2 separate regions of the Mus musculus genome follow, and region 2 is linked to region 1. Evidence: chromatin contacts called from public Hi-C data. All regions are on one chromosome and are shown on one strand. Each heading gives the region's core, a stretch centred on a gene start, on an enhancer-like site or on the middle of the called end of the contact. The rest is flanking DNA. Distances are from core to core; before and after follow the strand shown.

Region 1 (4,501 bases), core at 767-3,266:
GGAGGGCAGTATAATCACCCCCATATACAGATATGGGAACAGGTTTAGAGAGTTACCTGGGTCACAAAATCAGTAGCAAATGGATTGCTTGTTTGCTTTGAATCACTCTTGATCTCACTGTATAGCCCAGGCTTTGATTTTTGATTCTCTCTCTCTGTCTGTCTCTGTCTCTGTCTCTCTGTCTCCCCTTACATTTATTTATCTTCTTAGGAATTCACCATGTAACCCTGGCTGGCCTGGAACTCCTATGGAGATCAGGTTAGCTTCAAACTTACAGAGACTGCCTGCCTCTGTCCCCTGAGTGATGGGATGAAAGGTATGAGCCACTATGCCCAGCCCTGTTTTTGTTTGTTTGTTTGTTTGTTTTTGTTTTGTCTTAAAACACAGGGCCTACCTATATAGTCCCTTCTGGTCTAGAAGTCATTATGTAGTTGAGGCTGGCTTCAAGCTTGCATTAAGTCTGGTCCCATTTCTGACTTCTAACATTGACTTAATTGGGGTGCTAAAAATCTTTTCTATCAGTTCTTATTGCTTAAATGAAGCAATCAAACAATTGAAGTAATTGAAAGCATATGCACAGTTAGACTACAAAGAGGCTCATCTATGACAGGCCTTCACTTTGGCTTTGTTTTCTTTTGCTTTGAGACAGGGTCTCATGTATCACAGGATGGCTTTCAACTCAGCTCACTGTATAGTGGGGATGACCTTCTCCTGAATCCACCTACTGAGTTCTGGGATCACAGGTGGACTTAGTTTTATGAAATGCTAGGGACTGAACCCAGGGCTTCTTACATGTTAGATAGTTACTCTACCAGTTGAGCTACATTTCCAGCCTGGGCCTTTGACCTTTGGCTTTCAGGAGATAATACGTGGGTACCAAATGTGGCCATGACTCTCCAGTGCATTAGGATTGAAAAAGAACTCTCCGTTCAGTGCCAGAGTGTCATGGATTTGGGTCCTGCTATTTCTGAAGCTTTTCCTCGCCTTTTCCTTTTCTACTATAGCTAGAAACAGATTTAAAGTGGGAGGGAGGCAAGACAACCAGAGAGCAAGAGGGTGAGAAAGAGCTATTGCGTGTTTGGTTGGTTTGGAGGCATCCCAGGCTCTATTGCTACTCATCGTCCTTGTCCTTTCCTCCAGGCTCCTGTAGGACCATGGTGGTTGCGACTCTGCATCCAGTTGGATGTTCCCCGGCTTCCCATCTTGTTGTTCTGATGCTTCAATCCTTTTTGTCATCAAGACCTGTCTGCCAATGCCTTGCAAAGCAAATCTTTGGTAACCGACTTATGCAAATGACCTAATGAGTCTACCTTGTAGATTCTTAGTTCAGGGTTCAGTTCACTGCTGGCAAGTATGACACAGCATGTTTTATTCTCCACGAGACTTGGGTATCTAAGAGTGTTCTTTTACTTTCTCTGGCAATGCTGGAGATGGACTGCAAAACCTCTCTCCTGCTAGACAACCACTCTTCTATTGAGCTAGCCTCATCCCTTCTATACAAACTCCCGTGCCAAAGAAAGCAGAGAAAGTTCTCTTGCTCTTTCTCTGCCCTAAACTCATTCTGTTCTCTCCAGGCTGCAGGAGAACACACTTGCCTGTGCCAGCCAAGGCTTAAAAAACACAGTACCGTCTTTCACATGAAGGCATCATGCCGAAAGTGGTTATGTGAAAGTTGTCTGGCATGAGAAAGCAGTCACTTTTAATCAGAGGCAGACTCACAGGAAGGTAAATAGATCAAGTTTAAACTTTACTGACATTCAATTCTCACAAGCAAAGGGCCTTTGCAAGCACACTCAAAATAAGGTATTTTGGTTCCAGTTGGCTGGGATCGTTCTCGGTTTTTGACTTCTTCCCAGTCCTGTTTGTTCTCCAATCAACTGTCAGCGAAAGGCTGCATGTGGGAAGTTGGCTGGGAGTACATCTAATTTGAGTTTATCAGGCACATTCATTTCCTTACCCCCTTTATCCGTGAAACACCACTGTACCTCTAGTTGGTAGTCATGGCCTCACCCTCACTAAGGTCACCATGGCAATTCATGATCTATACCTGACTCATACTTTTGCCCATAGCCGTCTCATGGTTGGCATGTGTTCTAGAAAATTCAGAACACCCAGTGTTTGACATAGCCATAGCATCAGAGATGTGGCCAAGCTGTAGGCTGTTATTTTGTACTCTGCATCAAAAATACTGGGGCCAAAGTGGCACAGCGGGGGGAGAATCTAACGACCTGAGCTTGAACTCAGGTCTCACCAAGATCTGAGCATGCTCCACAACTACCACAAAGTAATAATGAAAGAAGTATGTGGGTGGGTGGAGGAGAGGAAGAGGTTTCAAATGTGCTCTAGATATTATAATCCTAAACGTTGACGGAAATATGTTTAAGAAAATTAATGTAAGTCTTCCTAACATTGCCTATAGCCCTACAATGTTATACGAAATTAACTCTAGTGAGTTATGTATATGTGTATGTGCATGCATGACCATGTGTGAGTGCATGCCACAATGTGTGTGCTTGCCAGGGAAGTCAGAAGAGGGCTCTGGATGCCCTGGAGTTGGAGTTACAGGTGGTTGTAAGCGACCTGACATGGTTACTGGAAACTGAATTCTGGTCCTCTGGAAGACCAGTGTAGGTTTTCAACTGCAGAGGCATCTGGCTCTCATAAACTCTCTCCCTGGCTGAGGATGGCCTTAAACTTCTGACGATCCTGCCTTTACCTCCTGAATGCTGGAACTGTACCTGTGCAATGTCACATGTAATCTGACTTTGCTCTTGTTTGCAGCCATGTCCCCGATGACTGAGGACACAGAGGATTCGGTTGCTGGCCTCAGCTGTGGTTCTCCTTTGCTGGAAGTTTTGAAGTATCATGAAACAGAAAAAAGTTGAATTATATATTTTATTAAATATTTTGTATTCGCGGTGTGTGTGCATGTGCACGCGTGTGTGCTTTAATGCCGCAGCATTTGTATGGAGGTCAGAGAACAGCTTGCAGGAGGTAATTCCCTGCTTCTATCCTGTGAGTTGCAGGGATTGAACTTGGGTGATCAGTCATAGCCACCAATGCCTTTACTCATCTTGCTGACTGGGAGGAGAGATGCAGGGGATGGGGGGTGGGGCGGCTGTGATTGTGATGTAAAGAATAAATAAAATAAATAAATAAATTAGGGGCAGACAAAAATTATGATTGTATAACTGGAAAAAAGAATCTTTCTGTAGCTCAGGTTTCCTCAGTTTATTTCAGCAGCAGTGTTTGCGTTGCTGAAGGAGAAAACGGAGTTCCTTTTTGCTGATGAGAAAGGGGTCTCCATAGGCAAGGCTGCCCTTAAGCTTCTCCTCCCTTTGCCTGGGATTACAACATGGAACGTGCCACGTGACATACATGTGACAACGTGACACTGGTAAACAGGGACTCTTTTGTTGCCTTCCTTTCCCGGGAATTAGTCAGAATCAGGAGGTTCCTTAAAATCTACAGGTTCCTGACCTGTCCAGTGAGATGTCAAGCCATACACCCGTTAAAGGGAGCAGGCCCAGTATTAATCATTTACTTTGCACTACAGTAAGAAAATCATGTTACTTTATCTGTTAAGGAAACCGAGGCACAAGAAGACCCAGCAGATTCACCCAGAGACTGGTGCTAAGGCTGTCTACTGAATAAACTCAGTCGCTGTTCCCTCAATAAACAATTCCTTCAAAATCACGAAAGAAGAAAGATTTCCCTTGGATATACTCAGATATTGATGTTTCCTTGGCAACAGAGACTAAATTAAAATCAAGTAGTGACTGAATGTGTTCAGTTTTGTTCAAGAAGAATTATGGGCTGTGCAGCGTTGTCCTAGAAGGCCCTTCTCATCCTTTCTGGGTTCAGAAAAGTGGCTTTATTCTTAGTGCTGTTATGTACCATGCATGTATTGTAAAAACAAAAATAAGAACAAAAAAACAAAACAAAACAAACAAACAAAAAAAAACCCCCTGCCTTTTAGGCAGAAAAAAATGGAAGTTTGTCCCCTTTCCCATTCACTCCCTCTGCTTTGACCTCTGGTACTTGATCACAGTACACCAGGCCACTGCTGGTACTTGGTCACAGTACACCAGACCACTGCTGGTACTTGATCACAGTACACCAGACCACTGCTGGTACTTGATCACAGTACACCAGACCACTGTTGGTACTTGATCATAGTACACCAGACCACTGCTGGTGCTTAGCACTCAGGCCACAGAGATGTAATTAATGCCTGTCTGAATTGAAGTTTGCAGCTACAACTGCATTGCGATTAAATGCAGACCAGCAAGGGCTTACAGAGCACTGTCAGTAGGAAATCCCCAGTTTCCTAGAGCCTTCATAGTCCTCTATTCTGTCAAACTGCCACACTGCTGTGTTCCTGCACAGTACGCTTCATAGCTTGGTTGCCTGGGTGTTGAAACAAGGTCTCACTCTGTAGCCCACACTGCCCTTGAGCTTGTGAGAATTCTCTTACTTCAGTCTTCAGGTTACTGGGACC
Region 2 (4,501 bases), core at 502-3,001, 110 kb before region 1:
GCCCTCTCCCCCAGCCCTCCCTGATGATCTATGGCAGTTAGTGGTTGATGAGAGGAGATACACTTTCTTCAGGGTTGCAGGCACTGGTGCCTATGTTCCTGTAAATAACCCTGACCTATGTCCCTACATTCAACCATAGTAAAAAGTCTTTGGGTTATCATCATCATCACCACCACTATCATCATCATCAACAACAATATCATCATCACCATCACCCTCAACTACAACAAGAAGACTTGAAAAGAGAAGAGGGACGGACTGGGAAGAGGAAGCGAACGAGTGAAGTAGGAGGGGAACAGGAAAGCGTCACAGGGGTGAAGATGACAAAATGTATTATATGCGCGTATGAAAATGTCACGATGAAACCCACTGCCCTATATAATTAATGTGTGCTAATAAAACACATTTAAAAATAGAAGAGAAGAAAATGAAAAAAATGGCACGTAGTCACCAGGGAGAAAGAGCTATATTTTTATAGTGAAGAGCAAAAGTCTGTCTGAAGTTAGAAGCCACACAGCAATCTGCGGGGTGGTGAGATGGCTCAGTGGTAAAACACTTCCTGCGTAAGTCTGACAACTTGAGTTCAATCCACAGAACTGAACAAGGTATAAAAAGAGAACTAATGCCTGCAAGGTGTTCTCTGACCTCTACATGTGCTTCATGGCACATGCACGCGCGCGCGCGCGCGCACACGCACACACACACACACACACACACACACACACACGCACGCACGCACTACAAACATAAGAATAAATAAAATAAAACCATTTCGAACAGTTGCAAGAATTGCAGGAATGGCTGAGCAACTGAATCGCAGAACCTTGAGGTTAAATGACCTGGGTTAAAGGCCATGCTCAAAGAGCAAGAGGAAGAGCTAAGCCAGTGGAGAGGACCCCAGCCATCCCGGCTGCGGATGAAGGGAAACCATGGAGAGTTGCCGAGTTGAAGCAGACTGTACAAAGCAGCATTCTTTACACCTACAGTTGAAAAACCAAGACCTAAATGAAGTGCACTGGACTTGAGAAGCTCTTCTTGAGAAGAAGAGCAAAGGACTTAGGTGAGCAAGAAACTGGAGAATTTAGTTGCCACAGACCCTTAAAAACTAGAGAATTAGAAATACGTATTTCAATGGGTAGGTTAAACATGAGATCCACGATCTGAATGGCAAATAGAAACTTATGTGTTCCTATGAATGAAAATAGTATTACCAGGTGTGGGAGCCAATAAACCCAGCATGGGTGGGGGTGGGGAGTCGGGGTAGGATGGAGGGCAAGCCAATCGCTGTGAGATCCAGGCCAGCCAGGTCTCCATTGAGAGTTGGAGCCAGCCAGAGCTACACAGTGAGACCCTGGACTCAATATTAAAACAATGATGACAACAAAGATACCATGAGCACACACTAAAACCACCATAGAAGCAGCATGTCGGTCTCCTGGAGGACCAGAGGATACTAGGAGAAGCTCCAAGCCTCATCATCTTGTACCAGGGAACATGATCAGCAGGTGACGAAGATACAAACAAATCAAAAGAAGAATACTGGCTTGATGGGATTCAGAAATCTGCAAAGTGGACAGTGAAATGACAGTTGAGGGAGGAGATTCTAATGACAGAGTTGAAAACCACAACGAGCTGTGTTCAGAGGCACGCAACCTTAGGAAAACCATTTACATGGACTAAGCAGCACTGCTTTAGGCTAACGGTTAGACAGGAAGTTTGCTGAAGGAAGCACAACAGATCAGAAGGCTCTGAGAATGAGGCCAGGAGTGCCCCGGACCTGTGAGCGTGACGCTAATGTGAAACTCAGCCGCAGGTTTATTCTAAGCAAAGAGCAGTGATTTTACATCGAGCCCTCCACCCTTGTGAAAGCACACAACAGAACCTGTGCTAGAGGCAGCCAAAAGTGACAGACACCGTGGAGAGGAAGGAAGTCCCTGCTGTGGAACGTGGTCCTTTGAAGTTATTCCTCTCAAGATTCTACTTTAGGGAGTAACAAAAATATGTAAATTGTCAGGGAAAGGTTTTCACTAAAGTTGAGTAGATATATAGCATTTTAAAAGTTTCGCATGATGTATTATGTGAAAAATTAAAGTGAACTTTTAGGTTCTTTGTAGCTCTCCTAGTTCTAAAGGTCATGTTTCCAGAAGGATGGTTGAGTTCTCCAGACCCCAAGGGCAATGTGTATAATTCAACCCACTATTATAATCAGGTTTTTCTACTGAAGAGTCTGATGGCAGAACGCAAGAGACCGCTTGAGTTCAACAGATGACACAAATCAATAATATTTAGGGAAAAATCCTTAAGCAAAGGCACAAAGCCACTCTGTCTGACATTCTTATTTTTAAGCAAGGGGTTGGGGACAGGAGATATGAAAAAAAATACCAAAAACATTTTGTAATTCTTTAACTGTATGAAGCAAAACCCTTAAGCCAATACTATCATTAAACATACAAGACCAGAAATTACATCAAACTCAATGAGCAGCAAAGCTTCAAGTCCCCGCTGTATTTTCCCACTTTACATTACAGATTTCGCTACAAAGAGCTTATTCTAAAGACCTGATGAGTGGCCTGGTTGGTGGAGCGCAGCATGCTCTAATAGCTTGCTGTCAATCACCGCTCTAGCTGCTTGCTGTCAATCACCACTCTAGCTGCTTGCTGTCAATCACCACTCTAGCAGCTTGCTGTCAATCACCACTCTAGCTGCTTGCTGTCAATCACCACTCTAGCTGCTTGCTGTCAATCACCGCTCTAGCTGCTAGCTGTCAATCACTGCTCTAGCTGCTAGCTGTCAATCACTGCTCTAGCTGCTGCTCTATCTCTGCACAGGGCTACTGTGGCCCAACACACCATGCTGTGAAGTAAGCCAGCTGCAGTCAGAAAGGCACAAAGCCCGGTGTTAGTGGTCATTTTGTTCTTATTACTTATTTGTAGAAGAATCCATTTGCTTTGGGGTCCTGCTTCAGTTATCTCCATGAAACTGAATTTCCATAGGAAGAAAGTTCATCTTTTGTTTCATAAGCTTCAGTAGCCTTGAAAGACACATAAATGAACATTTGGGGCTAACTTTTGTTTTGTTTTAGGTTTTGGTTTTTCTCGAGACAGGGTTTCTCTGTATAGCCCTGGTTGTCCTGGAACTCACTTTGTAGACCAGGCTGGCCTTGAACTCAGAAATCTGCCTGCCTCTGCCTCCCGAGTGCTGGGATTAAAGGCGTGCGCCACCACTGCCCGGCTGGGGCTAACTTTTAATTACTGGAATTGTGAATGGCATCACTGCAACTTACCATTGAAAACTCACTTAGCATAATATTTATCATCATATTTTCTTTAAAGTCTATCTTATAGCAATTCATTCCTATGTATGGCTTAGCATTCATAAAACTAAAGAGCACACTGAGAGTAAACACCAGTTCACTTATGTCAGTACAGATTCTGGAATATAAGAACAATATTTAAAATGTCAATTCCTTCTACACTGATATAAGATTTTACATAAAGTTTTGTTTTTTTCTTTTTGAAAAATGTTCATTGTTTAAACTCCACACACGCAAACACCTAATGGGAAATGTGACTGTGTCCATTCCATCGGCCCGAACCTAGTGTCTCATGGAGCTAAACACTAAAATAATTTAAATAAAAGGCAAGCGCTCGCATGTGTACAAAATCATCCTAGAAATATTTACATGGCAAAGGAACAATGGAGAATCACAAAGCTGGCAACTGCTACCGGTGTGATAATCCTCTCCAGACTTTGTAAGGAATCATATAAGATTTTAAAGTTAAAGTAATTGCAGAAGCATACTAAAATATTTAGTTTTCAGTTCTTACTATTGAAATGAGCCAGTAGGTCATTAACAGTCCAAGATTTCAGGAATCAACTACTCAGCTTAGTCTTTAATCAAATCTTCTTCAGCTTCATGGCGACATGAAATTTACAGAGAAGACAGAGTACACAGAAAGGAGCAGGTGGGACCCAGCTTATCCCCCCTTGTAGAGACTGGTCAGCCGCTCTAGCTCCTTGCAGTTCTCCATGCTCAGGGCATCCGCCTTCCTCCGCAGCTGCTCATCACGGTACACTTTGGCTGCATACTGCATATCTGTTTCTGTATGTCAAATATTTGCTAGTTAAAAATTATTTACATCACCTTAGTTGCTTAAATTTAAATAACACTTTAGAGAGGTTCATATATATATACACACATATAATTCTCTTAACCGACTTTTAAAAATGAAAGAAAGGAAGTACGATTCCTATAAACTATTTCACTCAGGGTTTTTCTTTTATTTAAAAGAATTTCTCTTTGGGACAGGGTTTCTACATAGTCCTGGCTGTCCTGAAACTTACTATGTAGACCAGGCTGGCCTTGAACTCAGAGATCCTCCTGCCTTTGCCTCTGAATGCTATGACTAAAGGCATGTGCCACCACACCTTTTGGTCTTTTTCTTTATATAACTTTATTTTGAACTTAGCACACAGAATCAACATCAAAAGGAAATAAGGC

What was found. A called contact is a pair of places that touch in the nucleus more often than the background predicts.
Region 2: a contact with region 1 is called in a Hi-C map of Th2 cells, with 1.4 times the contacts expected there. The contact joins two enhancer-like sites. A contact is called at or near these places in 9 of 39 promoter capture datasets (the 3T3-L1 cell line, 3T3-L1-derived adipocytes, the HPC-7 cell line and 5 more), 30 of 484 Hi-C or Micro-C datasets (the AtT-20 cell line, B cells, CD4 T cells and 20 more), 17 of 115 datasets of contacts at active chromatin or transcription factors (the SCID.adh cell line, acute myeloid leukemia, bone marrow-derived dendritic cells and 3 more) and 3 of 9 other capture datasets (adipose tissue, embryonic stem cells and liver).

The regions. Positions count from the first base shown.
Region 1 is chr3:137,793,681-137,798,181 of GRCm38.p6, reverse strand. It overlaps Gm31678 (a long non-coding RNA gene), which reads left to right. Exons shown (of 3, transcript XR_376121.2): 2 at 1,141-1,275; 3 at 2,782-2,913. Among named protein-coding and RNA genes, the nearest start is that of Gm31678, 6.7 kb to the left of the region's middle. Within about 2 kb of position 2,016, at least 12 of the 459 cell types and tissues checked have an H3K27ac peak or open chromatin away from gene starts, as enhancers often do. A contact at or near this core is called in CD8 T cells and Th2 cells, where this site is marked.
Region 2 is chr3:137,907,946-137,912,446 of GRCm38.p6, reverse strand. It overlaps Dnajb14 (DnaJ heat shock protein family (Hsp40) member B14), which reads right to left. Exons shown (of 8, transcript NM_001033155.1): 8 at 3,516-4,102. The coding sequence ends at 3,978. Among named protein-coding and RNA genes, the nearest start is that of Lamtor3, 8.4 kb to the left of the region's middle. Within about 2 kb of position 1,751, at least 13 of the 459 cell types and tissues checked have an H3K27ac peak or open chromatin away from gene starts, as enhancers often do. A contact at or near this core is called in CD8 T cells and Th2 cells, where this site is marked.